Regions from separate parts of the Mus musculus genome. Here all the other regions are linked to region 4. The links are chromatin contacts, called in public promoter capture Hi-C maps. All regions are on one chromosome and are shown on one strand. Each heading gives the region's core, a stretch centred on a gene start, on an enhancer-like site or on the middle of the called end of the contact. The rest is flanking DNA. Distances are from core to core; before and after follow the strand shown.

Region 1 (3,832 bases), core at 962-3,461, 2.4 Mb before region 4:
TGTGTGCATGTGAGTGTGTATGTGAGTATGTGAGTGTGTTTGTGTGAGTGTATGTGAGTGTGTGTGAGTATGTGAGTGTGTTTGTGTGAGTGTATGTGAGTGTGAGTGTGTTTGTGTGTGTGTGCATGTGAGTGTGTGTGTGAGTATGTGAGTGTGTTTGTGTGAGTGTATGTGAGTGTGTGTGAGTATGTGAGTGTGTTTGTGTGAGTGTGTGTTTCTGTGAGTGTGTGTGTGAATGTGAGTGAGTATGTGAGTGTGTTTGTGTGAGTGTGTGTGTATGTGAGTGTGTGTGTATGTGAGTGTGTGTGTGTGAATGTGTGTGTATGCGTATGTGAGTGTGTGAGTATGTGAGTGTGTTTGTGTGAGTGTGTGTTTCTGTGAGTGTGTGTGAGTGAGTGTGTTTGTGTGAGTGTGTGTGAGTATGTGAGTGTGAGTGTATGTGAGTGTGTGTTTCTGTGAGTGTGTGTGTGTGTGTGTGTGTGAGTGCCAGCCAGCAAGTGCTTTGGAAGTCAAATGGAAACTTTAAGGAGCTGGTTCTCTCTTTCAACAGTGGGTTCTGTGGGTGAGACTCAGAGACGCAGCTGGTTAGGCTTTCGTGGTAAGCGCCTTTATCCTGAGCTTGAACCTTGAACTTCTCATCCTGTGTCCACATCCATCCACATCCGGAGTGCGGTGAGTACAGACCTGTATCACCATGACTGGCTTGTGTGTCACTAGGTATCGTGCACACTACCCAAACACTCTGCCAACTTGAGCTACATCTCTAGCCCAGGTCTTGTCAACTCAAACACTCTGATCCATCCCAGCCTTCTCTGGACCTTGAGACAACTGTAACCTGCAGAAGACCAGACATGGGAAGCCTTTCCTTCCCTTACCAAGGGCCCTAACCTTTTCTTTGGTAGCTGGGCCATTATCCTAATGACTGGGGCTAGATCCCAGGCCACAGGCCAGGCAGGTGTCAGCGTGATCAACAAAGGCAGAAATGAGGATGTGTGGGATGGGAGCCTGGAGAAGATCAGGCAGAGCCAATCTGAGGAGCCAAGTGCATAAATGACTGGGGGCCTACAACCAGGGACCTAGAGAAGCCAGTTGTGGGGTCCCTAACAAAGAAAAGACAAGGACAGAGGATGGCTCTGGGAAATTAACTGTTAGCTAGGTCTTAAGGGGTTGGAGGATGGGAGTGGGAAGGGACAGAGAACCAAAGAGGAAAGAGACACCCTGTTTCAGATAGTTGCAGGCTGGGCTAGAATCAGGACCAGGGAGGCTGCGAGAGTATTTTTATCTTTACAGTAGAAGATGAAAGCTAAAACATGGAAGTGAGGTCAGAGAAGCAGCAAAACTGTGCCTTAGGGAATGAGGATTTGCCGGGCATGGCGGTGTCAGTGTGGCAAGAACTCAGCAGCAAGCTTTGGTCCCACTCCTTTCCTTGTGTAAACCGAGACCTGCAAGTGGGTGGTTTGAGGCAGTGGCCCCTCCAGGATCCTTACTCCATTTCCCTAAAGATCCAGCGTCGGTCCTGTCCTGGGAGAGGGCGCAGAGCAGGTCCAGAGGCCGCTGTTATCTGGAAACCTCCAAGTCGCAGCCAGAACACACCAGACGCTCAGCGTGTTTGGTCCCAGTTGGCAACGCTGGTGACCCGGGGCAGAGCAGTAACGCGTGGTCCTAGGGAACGCTGGAAATGTTGTTCTTTATTTGGGGCAGGACAGAGCTTTGTAACTTTCAAGGTCCCGGCTCTCTTATGCGGCGGGACTGGGAACAGGGTAGGTCCACTGCGCCCTGGTGTTCCCCCGCCCTGAAATCCAACTGGGCCAGCTTAGAATTTCCTGGGGACATTCAATCACGAACATTTGCAGATGCTCTCCAACGCCGCAACTATCCTAGGCACGGCCCAGTGCCCTCTCAGTGGGGATGTGCTAGGGCACAAAGGAAAGGCAGTTCGGAGACGTCCTCTCCCAGCCTTGTGGGCGTTAGCTGGTCTGGTCCCGCCCCTAGACCTCCGTGAGGACGGCCACGCGTGGACCAGCGTTAGAGAACCACATTGGGGTTCACTGCCCGGCGCACAGAGCTCGAGGTCCTGCTGGGGCCGGCGCGAGCGAAGAGTCCAAATTAGGTAACGCGTGGACACAGTTCTGCGCATGTGCAAGAGGAGCCGGAGTTTCACTTTGTAACTTTTAAGTGGTGCGGACGCCACCCCGCCTCGCCAGGTACGGACTGACCACTCCCCCGGGCGCGCGCGCCGCGCCGCCGCCGCAGGTAAAGTGGGAAGGGGAGCAGAGATGGGGAGGTTGCGGCCAGCCCCTCCCAGGACGCGCCGGCCCGGGTCCTCGCGGGGCGGGGCGCCTCGGGTCGCTTTCCCCGGGGACTGTCTGGTGACAGTAGCGGGGTAGGTGGCTGGAGAGTGCCAATCAAGCCCCGCGCCGCTGGGACTTCCTGACAGCTCTTGGCTGCGTGGCGGATCCTTCCCTCCACCTCCTCGGCGGGCTTTGGAGTTTGTTTGTGGAGTCGGATCTCCCCGCCTAACCCGAAGGGCAGCGTCGGAGCCCTCTTTTCTTTAATTCCTTACGAGGCTAGACCCGGCTTGGGCGGGCTTCGTACTGTCCGGGTGACCACTCCCTCCTGCCCGGGTAGCACCGGGTGGAGGAAAACTGGGGACTTGGGAAAGGGCGGGAGGGGGAGGGAAGAGCTGAGACGGCAAAGAAACCACATCCGACAACAACTTACCCAGACCTGATAAGCCTGGCTACCTGACACCTCGGGTGAGGTGGAGTTGCTGTCTTTCTGTCCCAAACAGGAGCCAACAGCTTGTAGGGACTTTTGCAAAAGGCCTGGGAACATATTTTCTCTCCTGAAGCTTTGGCTGGGTCCCAGAGCCTGCCCTGTTGAGAGTTTGGGGTGCCAATGATATGGTGGAGTGCTGAGCGTTTGCGTGTACGAATATTCACTGGATGTGGGATGGTGGCTATTGCTAAGTGTGTACCTAGGCAGGGATCCTGAGACCACAGTGTCTAATTGCTGTTTTTAAGGCCCCCTCGCTCCTCGTAGTGATGCGGTTGGAATACAGCCTTTTGCCTTGCACATTCTAGGCGTGCACTTGGCTTTGAGCAGCATTTCCATCCCTTAGGGACTTGTTTGATTTCTTCCCTACACACACCCAGAGCCTTCTCTCTCTGGCTTGGCTGCCCCTTGGTGGGTGTGCTCCCATCTGCCCTCTCAGAGCGTGTTCCTTTGGGAAGGCAAGAACGGACTGGCTCATTGAAAGCCTAGAGAATGTTTCTGTAGCAGCCTCTGACTCTGCTGCTGCTGGGTGGGCACAGGTTGCTCCGACTGGAGGAGAGGGTCTCGGACTGTGGCTTCTGATCCCTCTCACTTGTCAAGCCTTTCTTGTTTGCTCTGCGGTATTTGATTTCCCTGATTCTAGCCCACAGGGGATATTGAGGCAGAGAAGCAGCCCTTATGTCTGCATGAGGCAGAATAGGCTACCTGGTTGAGGAGGCCCTTAGGCCTTCTGTTTTGCTTTTGAGGCAGGGTCTTACTATGTAGCCACGGATGGCCTAGAACTCACAGAGATCCACCTGCCTCTGCCTCCTGAATGTTGGGGTAAATGGGTGGGTACCACAACACTCTCCCTTCCTTAGTTCTTACCAAACTTTGTAGATTCTCTTGGGAAACCTGTTTGGCAAGAGAAAAATGACTTAGGAGTGTGGCTTGGCCACTAGGGGAAGGCAGCCACAGTTACCCTCCTGGGGTCAAGGCTTCTCTGTTCCTCCAGGCCTCTGAAAGAGCAACATTGGTGAGTCACCTTTCCTACCCACCCAGCACTACCCGTACCCCC
Region 2 (3,515 bases), core at 559-3,058, 2.1 Mb after region 4:
ATCAGTATTATTCTTTTTTAGGTTGAGTGTTTTGTTAGTGGATTCCAGTCTCAAGCCAATCCTCTAGGACATTTGAGAGTAAATGCCTGCACCACTGTCCCTTGCTGCACCACTGTCCCTTGCTGCACCACTGTCCCTTGCTCGTTGGCTTTGCTTTGAGGAAGGCATAGAATGTATTTCCAAGCTCCAACCCTGTGCATTTTCTCCATGAGGGTGGTTAAAGTTTATGGGGAGACACGGTTATTGTGCTTTGCCTTCAGACCCTTCCTAAAATGAGTGAGGCACAGGGCTCCCCCATCCACACCCCACTTGTCTTAGCTAGGGTTTTACTGCTGTGAACAGACACCATGAGCAAGGCAACTTGTAGACAACCTTAGCTACCTCCGGAACACAGCTTCTCTGTGCTCTCAGGAAACACTTCTCCGATTTCACCTCGGTGATGCTGGTCTCTTCTTAATCACTGCTGATTTCTTAGCTACAGTCAACCAGCATCCATTGTCCCAGTAGTTCCTTCTGTTCTTGACCCTAAAGCCAGAGCCACGTGCTGAAGTTGCTGCTTGCTGGGGCTGGAACATGGCCCCCTTGTTCTATTACAGTATCACCGGATTTCTGTTTTCCAACTCCTTTACTGCCTAAGCTTGGCTGTCCTGGAACTTGCTCTGTAGACTGACTTTGAACTCAGAGATCAGCTTGGCTTTGCCTCCTGGGATTAAAGGGGCGTACTGCCATGCCCGAACCTAAACTTAGCTGTTGTGGTCTTGCCCCAAGGTCACCACATATTAAAATCCTTCTCCTCTGAAACCTCTAGAGCCAGGCTTCCACAGTTCAAATCACCCTCAGCAACAAAGTCTTCCATATTCCTGCTAGGATGGCTCACTGAGCCCCGCTTAGAGCATTCCACTGCTTTCCAAATCCAAAGTCCCCAAACCCACATTCCTCCAAACCAAAGCCTATCACATCGATACCTCAGTCGATGGTTACCAACTTCTGTCTCCGAAGTGACCAACAGCAAATACCCTTTCTGAAGGGGCTGCAGTGTAGACTCTCAAGTCCAGGACATGTTCCCTTTGAGTGATTGTCACTTGGAACAGGGTCTATTTGGAAAAAAAAAATTGGGTCAATTGAACTATGAGTATAGGGTCACCTTTAGGGGCAGTAGAAATTCTTTCTGACAGACTAGGAAAGGAGACCAAACCTGGCTTCTTTGATGGCCAAGGGACACAAAGAATCCCAGCCTTGGAGTGCTATACCAGTGCTCCATACTAATGCTAATAGCAGTGGCAGCCATGCACCCTGGGCTGCCTGCCTTCCTCTCCTCTGTAGACAGCTCGACTCAGATAGAGACCCCTAAAAGGGAGATGGCGATACTGTGCTATAAGGGAGTAATAGGATTCGTGGCCTTTGTGAAGAAGAAAGGATAAAGGGTTTTGACTATGGGTTCAGGGACAGGGGTTAACGGGAGGAATGAGATACCATTTAACCAGTGGAAAAGCAGGAAACACCTTTAAGGGCACTAGGCTCCACCAGCTCATATGGAATCTGCCCTGCAACTCGCATCTGGGCACGTAGGCAGCGGTGCGCACACCCACTACAGCCTAGGTCCTTATCAGCGGCATACACAGATCTGTAGTAGCCCAGGGGTGAAGGCGGGGTGGAGTTGGAGGAGCGGGACCATCCCGTGCATCTCTCTCTCAGAGAGGGTGGAGGTGGAGATTTAAGAAGATTGACATCCCAATGCGCCCCTCCTCCCAGCAGCTCCGGTCTCCAGCCCAGACCTAGAAGGAGACACAGGCTGGTGGCCACCAGCCAAATCAAGCTTGGGCGGCGAGGGAGGAGGGGCAGGGGCCCCGGGAGGTGGCCTTTGCGACTCTGGGGCCACTCCTGCAGACTCTGGTCCCGCGAGCGCGAGCTGGAAGCATAAAAGGTCCGGGCGGGTAAGGGCGGGCCTGCAGCAGGAGGTGGGCTCCAGACCGCCCCCCCCACCCCCCCCGCCAACCTGTTGCGGGGCGCAGCGGGCTGTAGAGATGGGCCGTTACTCAGGCAAGACGTGCCGGCTGCTGTTCATGCTGGTGCTCACCGCGGCCTTCTTCGTGGCCGAGCTGGTGTCGGGTTACCTGGGCAACTCCATCGCGCTGCTCTCGGACTCGTTCAACATGCTGTCAGACCTGATCTCGCTGTGCGTGGGCCTGGGCTCCGGCTACATCGCGCGGCGCGGTCCCCGCGGCTCCAGTGCCACCTACGGCTACGTGCGGGCCGAGGTGGTGGGCGCGCTCAGCAACGCAGTCTTCCTCACTGCGCTCTGCTTCACCATCTTCGTGGAGGCCGTGTTGCGCCTTGCGCGGCCCGAGCGCATCGACGACCCGGAGCTGGTGCTTATCGTGGGAGCCCTGGGGCTGGCGGTCAACGTGGTGGGGCTGCTCATCTTCCAGGACTGCGGCGCCTGCTTCTCCCGCTGCACGCGGGGTCGCCGGACCCGCCCTTCGCAGCAGCCAAGCCAGGGGGATCCTCGTGGCGCTTTGGGGTGTCCCCAAGAGGCTGCGACAGCCACAGCTCCTGGCTCGGGCACAGCAGTGACTCTCCGGGGGTCCTCGGCCGGAAGAAAGCAGCAGGAGGGCGCGACCGTGTTCTCTAATGTAGCAGGTGCCTTTCGGTTGCATCCTTCCGGACTGGGAGCACTTTGTTCTTCCCTCAATTCTCCCTCCTCCTCCTGGCATCTGGACCCCTTTACTCATCCACTACCTCTTTTTCGGCTCGTTTTCTTGACTGATTTATCAAAAAGTCCCTTCGCTTCTCTTCTCACTTAATTCTCCATCTTTCCCTCCCTCCTCGTTCTCCTTCCTTGCTTGCCTTCTCTCCCCCCTCCCCCGCCCCATTTTCCTCTCTTTCTCCTTCTTGACCCTGTAGTCCTTATCTTCCCCTCTCCTGTGGCAGTATTGATCTTGGAAATCAATTCTTAACTATTGGGCAACGGAGCATTTCCTATCCTGCCCCTTCTCCGGTGCTAACTGGATGTTTCCTCCCCTGACATCGGTGTCAGGGCTATCTCCTGCCTCTTGGGTATTGAGGATCTGGGGGATAGGTGTAGGCTTATCCTTGTCCCGTTTTTAATTTGAAAGCTGTGTGTGTGAAGACCAAGGGTGGACCTCGGGCTTCCTCTGGGTTAAAAGGTACCTATTTGGGCTGAGTGTAGGAGAAGCGGGGGACTCCTGTATGCTAAGAGGAATTGAAAATAACAAAACCGCATTTTGAGATCATTGGTTCTTTTTGTTTGTAGAACTCATACACAACACAAGGTTTCTTCTTTGAATGCAGGTGATTCCCTGAACACCGAGAATGAACCAGAAGAGACGACGAAAAAAGAGAAGAAGTCTGAAGCACTCAATATCAGAGGTAGGCTTGTCTGTGGGCTAGCTCCGGCTCCTTTCCCTGACTCACGGGTCTGTGCTGTGAGTACTTCTGCTTTTAGGAAAGCAACAGTGTGCTGGGAAGTGGGTCAGTTACCTGCAGACTATGAC
Region 3 (3,992 bases), core at 1,057-3,556, 2.2 Mb before region 4:
AAGGCAGAGCCAGACCACAATTAGAAACAGTTCACAGTCTCTCGGGGTTCACCACGTGGTGATGAAGTATCCTGCAAAGCAAGGCTACCAGCTGACTTCGTCTCAGGTCATAGTGCAAAGACCACAAGACCTCTCTCCAAGCGACTTGCCTTAGAATGGGCAGGAACTTTCCCTTCTTGAGCACTCTTTATCTGTGGAGCTTTTAGAGGCACACCCAAGCCGCACCTCCTTAAGACACACCTAACTGCATGTGACAGGCCAATATCTAGACTTTTATATTTTGCTAACAATTAGATTTTCTAAGTACAATAATCAAATGTCTGTAACAATACTTGGCCTGCTAACTTTTTATGCTGATCATTTCCTTCTCATAAATTTTGATTCCCTGTAGAGGAAATCTTTTCGTACTGTCCAGAAACATCACCTGTCAGTAAAAAAGCCTATGGCCAATGAACTGAGGCAGGATTAGAAGATGGGACATCCGGCAAAGGGAAATGGAATTCTGGGAAATAGTTAGACAAGGGAGATATACCCAAATGCTGAAGGAGATAGTTGCATAACACTGAAGATAGGTAACCAATTATGTAGCGGGACTTAGAATAAAAAAGCTGGGTAATTAAGTTATGAGCTAGAGAATAACCCGAAGCATTAAGTCATTATCTTGGGGAGCTTGTGTGCAGGTGGAAAAGCCTGATGCTACATTTCCCGGTATTTGACATTGCAACAATGCTTTTGAGTTTTAGGTAGAATTAAGACAAAATTCATCATAATGGGAAATGGTAATTTAATAATTGTGGTTAGCGGGGGTGGGGGTGGGTGGGGTGTGTGTGTGTGTGTGTGCTGTAGAGATGGCTCAGTGGTTAAGAGTACTGACATCTCTTTCAAAGGTCCTGAGTTCAATTCCAAGCAACCACATGGTGGCTCACAATCATCTATATTGGTATCTGATGCCCTCTTCTGGCATGCAGACATATATGCAGGTAGAGCACCCATACATTAAAAAATTTAAACAAACAAACAAAATAATTGTGGTTAATTGTGGTGTGAGCTATTACATTTTCTCAGGATAAAAGACCATCTAAGGGATGTAGGACAGGCCCAGTGTGGTGGTAAAAAGGGTGCTGGATCCGTGGAGATGGAATTACAGACAGTTGTGAGCTGCCATCCAGATTCTGGGAATGGAATCCAGGGAGCCATCCCTCCAGCACACCCCCTACCCCATCCTGTTTTTTTTTCTTTTTTCTTTTTAAGCACAGCAAGTGCCTACTGTCTTGGGCCTCTCTGCTCCTTGTAAATCGTCCAACCCTGTGTGAAACCCTCAGCCTGGTCTCTGCTGCTCTTCAGGGGTTTCTTCCTGCCCTTCAGGGTACTTGGGACTGCTTTTAATTTCTGTGGTTTATTCTATCTCCCCTACACTTACTATGCAAGGTGCAGGCTTGTGGGTGCCTCCCCTCTCTGTTCATTGTGTCTCTTAAGACCTAGAACAGTGCCTCACATACACTACCTGCTTTAAATTTAAATTTAAAATGAAAGTTAAATAAATGGATGAGCGAGTGAATGGCTGCTGGAATTGGCTTCCAAAGGCAACAGAACCCACCCAAGTTCTGTTTTGAATATTTAGTTGCTACTTTATTGCCCTTTTAACCACCAGAGCAGTTGTTTGCTCTGTTCATCTCTGCACTTGAAGTGTACAGTAGCTCTTGGTCTATAGTAAGGGTGTAGTAAAAATTATTTGCCTCCCTCTTTAAAAAAAGGTTGATAACTGGATTCTGTAAAATTCTTCAAATTCAGAGGTGAGAAAGCTTGCTGTTATCAAGAATTGGCAAGCAACTGGGTAAGTGCTGGGGAAACAGGTCAGGAACTGAAGAGCAGAACTCAGTGGCTTTGTATTTGAGATGAAAAGTTATAGAATGCAGGAGGGTAGAGAACAGGCGTTAAAGCAGCCATGTGTGGAGACCTATGCCAATAATCCCAATGCAAAGAGACCCAAGTTAGAGGCCAGGCTGGGCTTACAGAGCAAGATCATACCACTCGCATACAAAGCGCATTCCACAGAAACCAACAATGATAGGCAAGGAAGGATGGATACAAAGTGAAAGAGAGACAGAAAATTTCATATGATAGGCAAGGAAGGATGGATACAAAGTAAAAGAGAGACAGAAAATTTCATACAGGGTGAGTAACTTCATGCAGTGGATACTAAATGAGGGTGAGGTCCACCTGCTATGCTCCCTGGGCACTAGTGAACTTCATTTCCCATCATGCATCGCGTCGCGGAGGTGGCGTTTTTGGACCACAACTCCCGGCATGCCGCCTATCCCAGCGGCGCGGCCCGAAGCTGGTTTGACGGGCGGAGCGGCGGCGGAGGATGGAGGCGGTGGTGTTCCTCTTCTCGCTCCTCGACTGTTGCGCGCTCATCTTCCTCTCCGTCTACTTCGTATCCTTGGTTGAAGCGGGCCGCGGCCGCCGCTCGTTCCCAGGGCTACCGCCGGGGCAATGGGCAGAGGGTGGGCCCGGCGGGCGCTGGCAGGTTGGGGTGAGGGGGCGGCGGCGCGGGCCCGGGTCGCGAGCGGAGGAGCCTCGCTGCGCCTCGGGCGGGCCTGAGCCAGCTCCCCCTGCCTCCTCTTCGCCTGCCTGGGCCGCCGGGGGTCCCCGAGAGAGCGAAGCCGTTCAGGGGCATAGCCGGCCGGCCTGAGGCTTTGCCGCCTTCTCTAGTCCCCGGCAGCACCCTTGCCCCTTTGTCCTTGTGGGTGTCTGCCCTTCTGGAGACTCCCCACACCCAGGAGATGACTCATTCCAAGAACTGGCGGTGTGCTTCCTTCACGTGCAGTTCTTTAGGGTTTTTGAAAGAAGCATCCACAAAGTGTTTCTGGTTGCCTTCCGCAGTGGACTATCTGTAAACTCAGTAACTATACCTGTGGCTTAATCCCCAGTTTCTAAACTTTATATATATATATATAAAATCCGTGTTAACATTCAGTATTTTCTATAGTTGTTTCTGTTACAGGTTTCAAACAGTATTTTCCAGACCAGTACATGGTGTTCTTCAGCCTAGCACTGTAGTAGTTGTGTGATGTGACTTCAGTACTCTCAGTCCTTGGGGGATGATAGTCTTTGTTACAGCACGCTGCTGTAATGCAGTAGTGTAATGCACAGACCACTTTTAAGTAATTAGATATGACTAGTAAAGTGCTCCAGGACCTGTGGCTGTTGCCCCTTTCCCTATGAAATCACGTCCTCTTTTCTGATCGAATTGAACTTTTTGTTTGTGCAGCCCTGGAATGGCTGCACAGAATATATTTCCCGCTTTTATGATGAACTGACAGTTTGTCTTAATAGGAAGAAACAAACTTTGGAACTATGAACCTTGCCCAGTACTGTATCTTACCTGCTTCGATTTTCTTTAGGATTGTAGATATGTATTTCCTAAATATACACAGTGAGAATTTGTGTCAAACACCCAGTGGCTGCCCAATTGAAATTATCTAGCAGCAGTTCTTACTTTGATGATTTCTCATGCAAAGAGCCCTGTGTTTTATTAGCTTTGAGGAACTGAATAAAAGGGCAAGATCTCTTACCTAAGTTCCAATGACCATTGTTTAGCTTATGATATAAGGGACCAGAGCTGTTTGACAGAAATGCAACAACAATTTTTTATTATTTTTGTAGTTTGGAAAATTTGATCATTAAAACAGTCTTGGTGTATAACAGATCATGTATATATGTACATGTTAGCTGGAATGTTGAACAGTGGTTACACAGTCAGGGCACATTTTGGTGAGAATTCAGATTTTACAGTGTTGTAGGATTGTTGGAGTAATTGCGTTACAGAGAGTAGGTGGGAAATGGTCAGAGTAGATTTCATGTAAACTATAGGAGTGTGTGGAATTAGAATAGTGAAGAAATCTACAGGGGAAAGGGGACAGATATTTGCAGTCACTGGTCAGAGCAAGGTGCAGGGCAGGCATGCTTATTTTTGTGTGATGGGTAAA
Region 4 (3,809 bases), core at 1,241-3,740:
ATGGTGGCACTTGTCTTTAATCTCAGCACTGGAGAGGAAGAGGCAGGCAAGCGCTCAGTGAGTTCTGGACCAGCCCAACCTATAATTGCATTCCAGGCCAGCTAGGGCTGCACAGTGAGACTCTGTGCAAATGATGGATCAATCAATCAATCAATCAATCAATCAATCAATATAAATACAGAGCTTCCACCACAGCAGCAGGAGCAGCATTTGCCAAATGAAATTAACAGTGCATTAAAGGGCAGAGACGTGGGGTAACAGAAAGCACACTTTGTCTAAAAGCCAATTAGCAATAGTACAACACGTCTTTAAAATACAGCTTCAAGGGGCAAGCATGCATTTAGAAGGGCTAACTTGAGCCGGACGTGGTGGAGCAGGCCTTTAATCCCAGCACTTGGGAGGCAGAGGCAGGTGGATTTATGAGTTCGAGGCCAGCCTGGTCTACAGAGTGAGTTCCAGGACAGCCAGGGCTACACAGAGAAACCCTGTCTCGAAAAAAAACAAAAACAGAAACAGAAACAAAAAAGAAGGGCTAACTTGGTCTTTAAAGCTAAAATAAGATGATTTTCAGATATGCCAGCATCCTAACTCAGCTGAGACTGAGCAAGAAGCCAGACTAAAGGAACTTAGGACTGGGGATTCTACTCAGATTGGAAACAGCACTGTTTCTGGTCCCCTCCTCAGATTCTTGAGAAGGTACAGTAACGTATCAATGTCAGTATGTACCACTTATCATTTATGAGTGACATGCACACCGAGTGACACCTCTCCTGACACCTGACACCTCCATCACAAGCACTTCCTCTCAGCGACACACACCTGGGCCCTGCTTCTTCTATCATTGCCTCTTGTGTTTGGCTACATTTGTTTGGGCCTGGGCCACTCCTCAAGTTACACTATAACCCGGAACTCTTCCAACCCTGAGCCCCAGTTCTGAGGCAGCATCAGTGATACGGACCTCCCACGCTTTGAGGAACTCAGGTAGGACAGTGCCTGACAGCAAAGAACAGAAGACGCTTGACAGCAGTCAATGACCAAATGGTAGTAGGGCACCAAATGGTAGTAGGGCATGAAAGGGAGAAGTCGCCGTGGTGCCTTTACCTTCGTGGTTGCTTTACCTTCGCTGTTTATTTACAGTGGCCCTGGGTTACAGCTAGGACCTAGAATCTCAGCGACATAAATTACAGGCGCCCCTTTTTTTTCTTTAATGGTATTGGAGTAAACCATTCAAGTTATGCATTTTGCTTTTTCCTTTTTTTTTTCATAACACCAATTGAAATACAAATGGCTAACCTGCACTCTTCTTAGTCTTTTAGAATGAATACTTTTCTGAATGGACTGCTGTGATTTGTGAAGGACATCGTCAGTGAGTTACAGTTTCTGGAAACCAACCTAAAAACAGTATTATTCTGGGTAGGAGTAAGTCCCAGCAACATAGGGAACTAAGGAAAGGGCTGGACGGGTTCCTGAGACCCTTGGAGTATTTATTATCACCGTTACAGTAGTAGCCCTCTTCTAATCCTAACCTTCCCCATGGCCCACCTCCAACCCTGGCACCTCCAACCTAGGACTAGGGCGCGACTGCGCACAGAGAAGGCGGCTGCGGTTCTCAGGTAGTGACAGGTGCAGTAACTTGGCTGGTTAAAGAACGAAAGATTTTGACCTTCCCGCAGCCCTGCTTGGGAGCTGGCAAAAGGCTTCTATGCAAAAGAGCGACGGGACTGAAGGAGAAAACCGGGGAGACCACAGAATGCACTGCTTGCTTGGCCTCGGGATTCATCCCAAACCTAAACTCCAGTTCCTCTGGTTCCAAAGATGATGTGAGCTGGTCCCAATGCAGCCAAGAGGGCAGCGCCGAGGTGCCTTCTGGAGGAACCCCGCCGTCAATCGGCCGCTAGGATTGCGCCCCAGATCTCTAAGCGCGTGGATCTCGGTCTTGAGTGGACCCAGGTCCCCGCGGCCGGCGTTAAAACGCTCTTGGCTGCAGCATGGGGCGCCCAGGATGCGGGGGCGAGCCACCCCATCACCCTGGGAGCCCAAGGGGAGTGCGGGGATAAGGAAGCAGAGAGCAGCACCCTGGAAACCCGGCTGGGTCTGCGGCGCCCCCCGGCAGGGTCAGAGGAGCAGAGAGCAAATCCGGCAACAAGTGGTAGGCACGGCCTCTATGGCAGGGCTAGCCGGGCGATAGCCGAGTAAAGCGTACCAGCGCGGGCTCCGCGGGCCTGCGACCCCCTAGGCCAGGTGCCGGCTGTGGGACTCCGACCCGCGCAGCCACCGCAGCCACCCGGGAACCGGCCGCCCGCCCCGCCACCCCGGACTCACTGCTGCACTCTTCGTCCCCGCACACTTTGAGGTCCGAGAAACGCCGTCCGTGGCTGAGATCCGACTGGCCCGGGACCCACCAGAGCGCCCCCAGCACGAACAGCCAGAAGAGCAGCCCCGGCGCCGCAGCCATGTTGTGGCCACCGCGGGCCCGGGTGACGCGGAGGCCGCCGGCGGGCGGTGTCGGGGGCGGGGCAGGAGCGGGCGGTGCCGGGGGAGGCGCCCAAGAGGCGGGCTGCTGCGAGTGACACGTCAGCAAGGGCTCAGCAAGGGATGCGCGGTGACTTGGAGGAGGCCTTGGCGTCCCTCCCGAACTGCTACCTTGACGACCGTCAGAGGCACCTTCCCCTCGCCCAATCGCAAGCCTCGACTCGGGCGCCTTCACAGACGACCCTCCGCGTCACCAGGTTCGTCACTCCGCATCTCAGCGCCATCCCAACAGGTTTTTCGTCTTCCTCCTACAGCTTCGGATTTCTGGTCCATGCTAAACAGCCATCTCTCTCCATCACTTCTTCCAACTACCGCTTTTAGTTCTGAACCGCCAAGTCCCACACAGGACTGGACACAGTGTGTAACTGATCCATGCACAACCCCCGACCCTAACACACACACTTCAAACTCCATGGGGTTCTTTGGGACCTCCATGGCTCTCTTTTAGTTCAGTGGAGTAGTGGGTGAGACAGTAAATTAGAAAGTGTCATCCTTTAAGGAGAGGGGTGGTGGACAGTGATCCTCTGCCCACGATCTTCAGATTCCTGTCGCTGTCCATAAAGGACATAAGAACATAAAGTCATTTAGTCTAGCACCAACGTGTTCAGCTTCCATCTCCTTTGACAGAACTGTAGGCCAGACCCACTCCGTGGCACACCCGAATGCCCTCATGTTGCCAATAGCTACTGTCTCAATGTTCTCCTTAAGCTTCCTTATAACTCCGTATTTCCAAGTAACATGCAATGGCTTTACCACAGACTGCCCTGTCTCTCTGTCCCTTTATCCTGTTTCCTGGCTTTCTTCCCCTCTTCTGTTAGGTTCACTCAAATAGAGCAGCCCACTCCTCCCACCCCTCAAATAACTCTATAGGAGCTATTGTTTATGTGGTGCTGGAGTCTGGGCGTGCTCACCGACAGTGCTGAGCTACATCCCCACTCTAACTTGTTTTGTTTCCGCTTGTTCTTCATTGCCTAGGGAGGTACCCGGGTCTTGTGATGTGCTCAACAACAATCTGCTGCATGAACCACAGTCCCGATGTAAACACACACACACACACACACACACACACACACACAGACTCCATGGAGTTCTTTCAGACCTCTAGTGCTCTCCCCACAGCAGCATCCTCAACACCAAATCTGCAGATACGTTTATTGTTAGATGGGGACATATCTGTCAGAGCGACTACATTCTCACCCCACTGTTTCCTGTTGTTCTGGGTGCCACCGGGGTATGAAAGCACACCAAAGTAATTTAAACGTCTTCTTATGTCTACA
Region 5 (3,715 bases), core at 285-2,784, 2.7 Mb before region 4:
ATTGCTGCTCTTTTATTCTCAGAGAGTTAAATTATGCCCGATCTCATTTTCAAATTGATGAAGACACCCAAGTCCCAAGCAGGACCAGTTTCCTGTTACGAGGCAGGCTGGTCTGAATGTGTTCAGAAGGCTCAGGGGGGGTTAGATTCTCTCAGAAGGCTAGGTTACTTTGTTACAACGTTTTACTTCCCGCCCACCTCCTCCCCCACTTACCCTGGGCCCAGAAGGGCCAGCACCCATGTGCTTCTCTTGCTCGCACTAGTCTTTCCCCTCACCTCTCGAAAGGTGGATTTTCCATCCTGCCCCTCCCTCCACCCCAGATTCAGCGGTACTCCCTACTGTCTATAAACTGGAGGCTGTAGCAGCAAACAGCTGGCTGCAAGGAGCCATTATAAGTTCTTTCCACTCATTAAGCAAGAGTGGAATTTTTGCCTGCATTTTACTGAGGAGAAGTTGAAGCACAAGTATTAAGCTTGCCTGGGACTGATACAAGTAGCAGCCCAAGTTGCACCCTTAACTTTCACAGCCTGCTGCCCTTTTCCTGAGCCTGAAGTCTTCCACTCTATTGCTCGCCCAAGAGTCTCATCTTGTCTTTCTCCAACCTGTGCCTCACATTCTTGAATGTGTTCTAGAAAAGAAATGAAAGCCTGCCCTTCGTACTACTTAAGACCTCGCTTTATTCTTTTTACCAAGCCCAACTTAGCCTGGGCTGGCCTGTCTAGATCTGCTCTCACCTCACTGAACCATCTTTAAACTTTTTAGTTTGTGGAAGTCACTCATCCACTCGTTTTTGTTTTGTTTTAAATTCTCCATTCGCCGACTACCCCCTCCTCATAAATCCCTGGAGAATAGACCCACCCCGGAGATCAACCACGCTTGTAAAAATAGTAGTTGAAAAGCCACCGTGGTTTAAATACTAGAAAGTGTTACAGATGGGAACCGTGAAATCTTTCCCGGCTTCTTTCAGCAAGGGAGGAATCCCCATCCAGTTTCATTACACTTGGCTAGTGTCACTTGTGTCTTCCCCAAGCATCCTTAGTCACTGTGAGGCTCCCAGCTCACTACCGGTCTCGGGTGGAGCGCATTAGAGAAAGAAAGCAGGACAGTTCACTAGCCCTCGGCCTACACCAACTTGGTGACCTCTCAAGGTCTCGTCCCGGCCGCTCGCAGCTCAGGTTCCGGCCCGGGCCGCCCGGACCCCGCGTCCGTGACCTGCAGGCGAAGCGGACGCCGCGGCCCGGGCACTCGGTGGGGGGGAAGGGCAGGGGCCGGGGCGCCGGAGAAACGCGATCTGGGGAGCCGAGTCCACGTTACTTTGGGCAGAGCCCCCTCCGTGCCAAGCGACCAGGAACCCAGGTCTCGTCCGCCGCGCCACCGGCCCGGGCCTGCGTCCCGCTCCCCTCGGGAACCGGCCTGCAGTTCCCGCAGCCGCAGCGCGGGCCGCGCGCCGGGAGCGAGCGCAGGCGAGGGGGGCGGCGCGGGCGGGCGCATCGGTGCTGGCGCCGCGCCCCCCGCGCTCGGCCCTACCGGGCCTCTCGGCGAGGCGTCCCCTGTCCTCCTCCGGGCCCGGCCCGGGGTGCGGGCGAGGCCCCGAGGCCCCCTCCCGCCGGGCTCGGGCGGAGCCGGACGGCCTGGCGGGAGCAGGCGCCGCGGGCCGCGAGCTCCTCATTCGAACCTCCCTCGCAGACAGTCTCCGCCCCACAATGCACCGGGGCGGGCAGCCTTTGAAAAAGCGGCGCGGCTCGTTCAAGATGGCGGAGCTCGACCAGTTGCCTGACGAGAGTAAGTAGCGTCTCAGAGCAGCCCTCCTTCCCGCCGGTTGCCCGTCCCGGGGTCGCACCGGCCGAGTCCGGTTGCCGGGCAGGTGGGATGGCCGCCAGCCCACCGCAGTCCCCGGCCTTCCTCCTCAGGCGCTGCCGCCGCGTCGCCGCCTTTGTTATGGTGTCTTGTGTGTCTGTTTCTGGGGTTGTGCGAGCGCCAGCGCCGGAAACCGAAAGCCCGGGAGTCCAGCCTGTCCTGACGGAGTCGGCGGCTGCTCTCCCGGAGCGACTGCTGTCGCCGGCCGGGGTGGGCGAAGAGCGGCCCCCCAGTTGCGGGCGCCGTCCTCCTCGCCCGCCCGGTTATGTAACTCGCCGGCCGGGGGCCGGGAGGGCTCGGGCTGGGCACCGGGGACACAGCCCCTCTTGGTGCCCCGGGCCTCCGATCTGATCCTCTGACGGCTCCTGCTTCTGCAGGCACTTGTGATCGCTCCCCCCGACCCCCCGCGTCCATCCTGGAAGTGTTTTCTTCCGTGTCACACAGGCTTGGCCCCTTCCCCTGGGACTACAGGTGGCCCTGGACCTTTCCGGAGATGATCCAGCCGGGATACAGTGCCGAGGTAGCCCCATTCCCAGTCTCCCTCCTGAGTGGATGTGTCTCTAGACTGTGGGGTGGGCATTACACACGGATGTGAGCACCGCAGCCCATATAAGTATGTTATTCTGCCTGACACCCACCCCTGTTCACTGCCTCACTTCTCCTTCTATACTCACAACCTCTGAGACGGATGTTCACCTGTCCGCAGACAGTAAAGCCAGCTACTCTGCGACCTAAGGACAAGGGAACAATTTTGTAATTTTCATATTGCACACATTATTAAAAGGCATTTTAGTTACAAAATGGTCTTGAAGCAACACGTACTCTGTGGTGTGTATTTGTAGCCCTTGGTCAACGAAAGGTTCGCAGGTGTGGTGGCGCACATCTTTAATCTCAGCACTCGGTAGGAAGAGGCAGGTGGATCTCCGAGTTCGAGGCCCACCCAGTCTACATACCAAGCTCCAGGACAGCCAAGGCTACACAGAGAAATCCTGTCTTGGAAAACAAACAAACAAACAAACCTCCAAACTGAGCAATCTGTATTTAGAACGATTGTATCATTTTTATGACAAATAAAGTAGTGGTTTTGTTTTTTAACCATTTGGTGTGCCCCAACAGGAAGTCAGGTCAGAGAAACCCGTTTCAAAAGCAAAGAAAAAACTCGAACTCTGTAAGATGTATCTGTGGGCAACGCAAATATGCCTTTAAAAGAGAGATAACTCTTAATTCTGTTTTCTTTGATATCGTGTATTTCTTATATTGTTAAGTCAGAAGTTCAGGTTGCCAGTATTCAGAATGTTTGTGTTTTAATTTTGATTTAGACCAGTGCTAAGTCTCAAAAGAACGTTCTCGATGGTGGATGGAGATGTCACTTTTCTAGTGTGCAGTGAGCAACCGGTAGTCACCTGTGACTAGATGGCTCAGGTGCTGCTCTTTTATTTCTATTTAATCTTGACTTATATTTAAATAGCTAGTGATTACTGTATTGATAAGGCATTATCTATAGAATATCCCTAAGTTTATCGTTCTTGTTTGGAGAATATGGTTGATTGATATTTACGATGCTTGAAAATATAGATAATTCAAGTAAGTAGAATGTTACCTGCCATCTGAAGAGATTTTTTTTCTTAAGCTGGGCACCGTGACGTGTGTTAACCTAACACATGTGAGCTAAGACAAAAGGCTAACTCTTAAGTTGGAGGCCAGCCTGGGCTGTACTGTAAAATGTTTCATCATCTGTAATGGGTACGCTCTGTGACTTCTCAGGGCTGTCTCACCTGCAGTCACACGGTTGTTGGTCAGCAGCCCACCAGAGCTGAGCCACTTAGGCTTTTCCTCATGCCTGTGGTGATGGTTAATT
Region 6 (3,988 bases), core at 81-2,580, 2.2 Mb before region 4:
GTCCTTCCTGATTGGTAGTTTGCCTGGGCTGCTGTCGGTCAGGGGTGGGGGTGGGGAGGTGTCCCACAAAGATGCCTCTGAGACACACTTGAAAAACAAATCCTCCAAGGTTCATTATTTCCACCGCTCTGATCCACCCCTCCCCCAGCATAAACAACCTCGGTGTCCGCCTTCCCGGACAGACAATCCTGCTCTGGAGGTGCGCGGGGAGGGGTCGCCCTGGGTTTCCACTACCCCTCCCCAGCCCAGGCGGCTCGGCTGGCCTTAAGACATCGGGCCGATTCCCTTTCCTAGACCTCCCCTCCACCGCCCCCCCCCCCAGGGCTGTCTGTCCCCGGCCTCCTGCGCACTGGGCCCCGGGGTCCCCGCAACCCACCCGGCCGCTCGGCCCCGGCCTGGCCCTCACCAGTTGTAGGACGGACACTTACTTGAGCCCTAGGCCATTGAGGTGCTGTCCTATGAGCCTAATGACATCCTCATCGGACTGCGAGAGCCGCTTCTTCTTCTTGAGGCTGCTGCCCAGCTCGGGGGTGGCCTGGGCGGCGGCGGCGGTGGCGGAGGCCGCGGCGGCCCCGCCGGGAACCCCGTTATTGACACTCAGGCTGTTGCTATTGTTGCCAGCGGCGGAGGGGGCGGCAGGCAGGAGCCCGTTGGCGTGGGCCAGGTCCCCCGCGGACGTCGCCGAAGGGGACGACTCCCCGTTCTGCGCCGACAGGCAGGCGAGCTCCGGGGTCTGGCCCTGGCCCCCGCCGCCCCCGCCGCCGCCTCCTCCCGCCCCGTTGGCCTGCATGGTGCCGCCGCTGACCAGGCTGTGGCCGCTGCTCCGCTGCGGGGCGGCGGGGGCGGCCGGAGGCAGTCCCACCACCACCACCACGGAGGAGGAGGAGGAGGAGGCGGCCGGCGAGGGCGAGGGCGGGGGGGGGAGGCCTGCTCGGCCCGCCGAGGCCCCGGGCTCTCCTGCTCCCTCCGCCGCCGAGGCTCGGGGCTTCTTTCGCGGGGGCGGGGAGGCTCCGCCGGCGTCCGAGTCGGAGGAGGAGGAAGCGGAGGCCAGAGTTTCCTCGCCGAGAGAGGCCGTGGTGGGAGGCCGGCGGGGCGCGGCGGGGGTCGGCGGGGCGGGAGGAGGGGGAGAAGGAGGACCGGGCCCTTCCCCCCCCCTCCGGAGGCGCTCGCGGCGCGGCCCGGGGGCTCGCGGGCACTGGGGGGGGCGCGGGCCCGAAGCTGGGAGCCCGGACGGCGGCGGCGGAGGCGGCGGCGGAGGCAGCGGCCGCCTCGGTGCTGGGTCCGCGCCGCTCCGCTCCCTGGTGTGTTGATTCTTCCCCCAGCTGCTGTCTAATGGAGTCCGGGCGCTGGCGTCACAGGAAATGCCTATACTGCCCTCCTCGCTCACTTCCGGCAGCAGGTATGGAACCTATAGGGGGCTGTCACCCGGCACGTGTGTGTCCGGCGGCCGGGGTGAGGCCGTGGGGTGAAGGCGAGGGCGGCCGGGGGTGGGGGTCCGGCCCCGGCGGGGAGGCGCGACTCAGCACGACCTGGCCCGCCTGTGCGAGGCCGCCCTGGCTCCCCGGGTCAGGCGTGCGAGCTCGGCCTGCAGTAAGTTCGCAGCCTCGCTCCGGGGCCCTGCAGGGTGGGAGGCGGAGATCACGTCCTCGCCCTGCACCCTGAGTGACCCAGAAAGGAGCGAGCGGCCGGCGTGGAGGGGGCCGCAGACGCACTGGCACGGGCCAGGGTGGGGCCGCCGGCGGCCTGGTTTTGCAGCTTGTGACTTCGAGCACAAGGGTGTGCTAGGCCCCTGGCCACCGGCTTCTTGCTCTGCACTCAGGATTTAACCACTGCCTCGGTTTAGGGTGGAAACACTTGAACTTGCACAGCCAAGCACCACACACAGTTGTATCCGTGTCAGTCCAGGACAAGGGAGATGACAGCAGAGCTGAGTGTGCTCCACCCTGGGAAGGCGAAGTCGGCCGTAAACTGCCTTCCCTCTGGGAGGAAAAACAACAACTCGTGGGGGCAAGACGTTTCAAAGGCTGAGGGTGTGTAGAGGCGCTTTGCTTTGGAGTTTTACTAGGTTTGTTTTGTCTTTCTTTTAAGTGCTCGCTCAGATGTCTTGTTCCTGGTTCCTGTACCTCTGACCGAGGGGTGGGATTGGGGCACCGTTTCAGATTCTGGTTTGAAATTTTCAAGTGGCCGGAGTTTCACTGTCCCAGCGCTTTAAACGGCTTTCTTGAGTGGAGAAACACAGCAGCAGAGAACTGAGTAACTATGTTACTCTGTGGCAAATGGTCCATGGGGCCCTAGTCAGTTTCATGGACTTGGGTCGTAGCATGTAGACCTGGTGTGGACAGATATTTTTCCTGACGTGACTTCCATTTGGGAGGAAAACAACAACAAAAAGACCAAACAAACAGACCCAACAGCCTTAAGCAATACATCTTATGTCTCTGAAATTTACAACACTCACAGCTCAGTAATTTTTAGGTCTTTGGGGACAGCCTTTTTTAAATTTAGAAGTGTAATAAAAATTAGCCTATGATTTGTCAAGAATCCTGAGCTCTCTTCATCTTGAGACTGGGAAGAGAGACAGAGACCAGGGCAGTCTTACAGAGATCTAGCATTGTGGCTGTCATGCTTTAAATATGCTTTCAGGTGTCAGCTGTAATTGCAAAGTGACTCACATACGGTGTTTGTATTCACCTGAGACAGACCTTCATTTTAGCTGAGGTTCATAGGGCACAGACAGTATATCCAGCAGAGCCAGAATTACTAGATAGTCAATGCCCTCATAGAGCCCTGTACAGCAACTTTAGAAATCTCATTATCATGAAGGTTGTTAGTGTTTAGGCAAAATTTACTTTCTGAAAAATGGTTTATCGTAATCTACTGGTTCCTAGCAACCTTCAGGTGGATCAAGTCAGGAGCTTAGTTTGAGTAAAGTCTGTAGCTTTTATAAAGAAAAGGACCATTTAACTATAGGCCAGGTTTCCACTCCTTAACAAAGGGGGAGAGGAGAGGAGCAATGACTAGGACTTCATCACCATCCAGGCTCAGTGCGCACATCTCAGCTTTTCACCTCAGAGTAGCCTAGATGCCTCTTAGAAGTTCTTGAATTTATGAAATCCATATGCATGTGCCCCTTTTATCTATAGTAAAACATTGGGAGCTTATTGTCTGACTCTAGAGCCTTTAGAGACAGGTTTCGGCTCCACTTGCAATAATTTTGGAATACTGTTCTTCACATTCAGAAGGCTTTAGTAACCTCATGTTACCCACATGTTAAAAAAAAAATGTATAGTTGTCTTGCATTCCCTAGTGGATCTGGTCTTATCTCAGTCTTTCTTTTTGGCTAGCTCTCTTTTAAAAAGCCTTTTGTTTTTATTTTATTTTTAGTTAGCTCATAAATTATGTGTTTCAGATTGTACGGTGTACCTTTCTGGAAAGGTTTTAATCTCTTGCCATCTCTGTGAACCCTTTGTCACTGTTGCCGAATTGCTAGGCTTGTTTCTTCTGAAGACCTCCTGTCTTCTCCACAGCCCGATTATGTGGAGTTTCTCTGTCAAGACTCAGCTCCTGCCAGGCGTGATGGCACGCGCCTTTAATCCCAGCACTCGGGAGACAGAGGCAGGCGAATTTCTGAGTTCGAGGCCAGCCTGGTCTACAGAGTGAGTTCCAGGACAGCCAGGGCTACACAGAGAAACCCTGTCTCGAAAAACAAAAACAAACAAAAAAAAAAAAGACTCAGCTCCAGTGAACCTCCTTAGGGGAGTGTCTCCCAGCTTCCAGCCTTTGGTAGGACTATGACTTGTTAAGGACTCCCCAGGACCGGAGATTGCGGATGAGCTCATCCGCTGGCTCTCCTGAGGTCACTTAAGGGGAACCTTCTAGATCTCTGTCTCCTGGCTTTATCTCTTCTGTCCTCCTACAAAAGACCAAGCTGGGGCTAGGACTAAGTCAAGTTGCCTCTTAGGGAAAAGTTGCATGTGTATTTAGGTGC

The links. Promoter capture Hi-C pulls out the DNA fragments that hold promoters and counts their contacts.
Region 1: a contact with region 4 is called in a promoter capture Hi-C map of liver, with 8 times the contacts expected there. The contact joins the promoter of Tmem63a here to the promoter of Mia3 in region 4. A contact is called at or near these places in 2 of 39 promoter capture datasets (liver and pre-B cells).
Region 2: a contact with region 4 is called in a promoter capture Hi-C map of hippocampal neurons, with 22 times the contacts expected there. The contact joins the promoter of Slc30a10 here to the promoter of Mia3 in region 4. A contact is called at or near these places in 2 of 39 promoter capture datasets (hippocampal neurons and liver) and 2 of 115 datasets of contacts at active chromatin or transcription factors (astrocytes and forebrain).
Region 3: a promoter capture Hi-C map of liver shows a contact between it and region 4, with 11 times the contacts expected there. The contact joins the promoter of Cnih4 here to the promoter of Mia3 in region 4. A contact is called at or near these places in 3 of 39 promoter capture datasets (hippocampal neurons, liver and pre-B cells) and 1 of 115 datasets of contacts at active chromatin or transcription factors (astrocytes).
Region 5: a promoter capture Hi-C map of pre-B cells shows a contact between it and region 4, with 8 times the contacts expected there. The contact joins the promoter of Lin9 here to the promoter of Mia3 in region 4. A contact is called at or near these places in 2 of 39 promoter capture datasets (liver and pre-B cells).
Region 6: a contact with region 4 is called in a promoter capture Hi-C map of hippocampal neurons, with 16 times the contacts expected there. The contact joins the promoter of Wdr26 here to the promoter of Mia3 in region 4. A contact is called at or near these places in 2 of 39 promoter capture datasets (hippocampal neurons and liver) and 1 of 115 datasets of contacts at active chromatin or transcription factors (astrocytes).

What each region holds. Positions count from the first base shown.
Region 1 is chr1:180,940,307-180,944,138 of GRCm38.p6, forward strand. It overlaps Tmem63a (transmembrane protein 63a), which reads left to right and starts at 2,212. Exons shown (of 23, transcript NM_144794.2): 1 at 2,212-2,253.
Region 2 is chr1:185,453,040-185,456,554 of GRCm38.p6, forward strand. It overlaps Slc30a10 (solute carrier family 30, member 10), which reads left to right and starts at 1,809. Exons shown (of 4, transcript NM_001033286.2): 1 at 1,809-2,640; 2 at 3,313-3,390. The coding sequence starts at 2,025. Gm2061 (predicted gene 2061) reads right to left here and starts at 2,529. Exons shown (of 3, transcript NR_040305.1): 1 at 1,997-2,529; 2 at 966-1,094.
Region 3 is chr1:181,148,625-181,152,616 of GRCm38.p6, forward strand. It overlaps Cnih4 (cornichon family AMPA receptor auxiliary protein 4), which reads left to right and starts at 2,307. Exons shown (of 5, transcript NM_030131.3): 1 at 2,307-2,437. The coding sequence starts at 2,369.
Region 4 is chr1:183,367,075-183,370,883 of GRCm38.p6, forward strand. It overlaps Mia3 (melanoma inhibitory activity 3), which reads right to left and starts at 2,491. Exons shown (of 26, transcript NM_177389.3): 1 at 2,323-2,491. The coding sequence starts at 2,455.
Region 5 is chr1:180,639,616-180,643,330 of GRCm38.p6, forward strand. It overlaps Lin9 (lin-9 homolog (C. elegans)), which reads left to right and starts at 1,535. Exons shown (of 15, transcript NM_001103182.2): 1 at 1,535-1,782. The coding sequence starts at 1,704.
Region 6 is chr1:181,210,648-181,214,635 of GRCm38.p6, forward strand. It overlaps Wdr26 (WD repeat domain 26), which reads right to left and starts at 1,331. Exons shown (of 14, transcript NM_145514.5): 1 at 429-1,331. The coding sequence starts at 790. Gm38664 reads left to right here and starts at 789. Exons shown (of 6, transcript XM_011238899.2): 1 at 789-852; 2 at 1,163-1,399. The coding sequence starts at 789.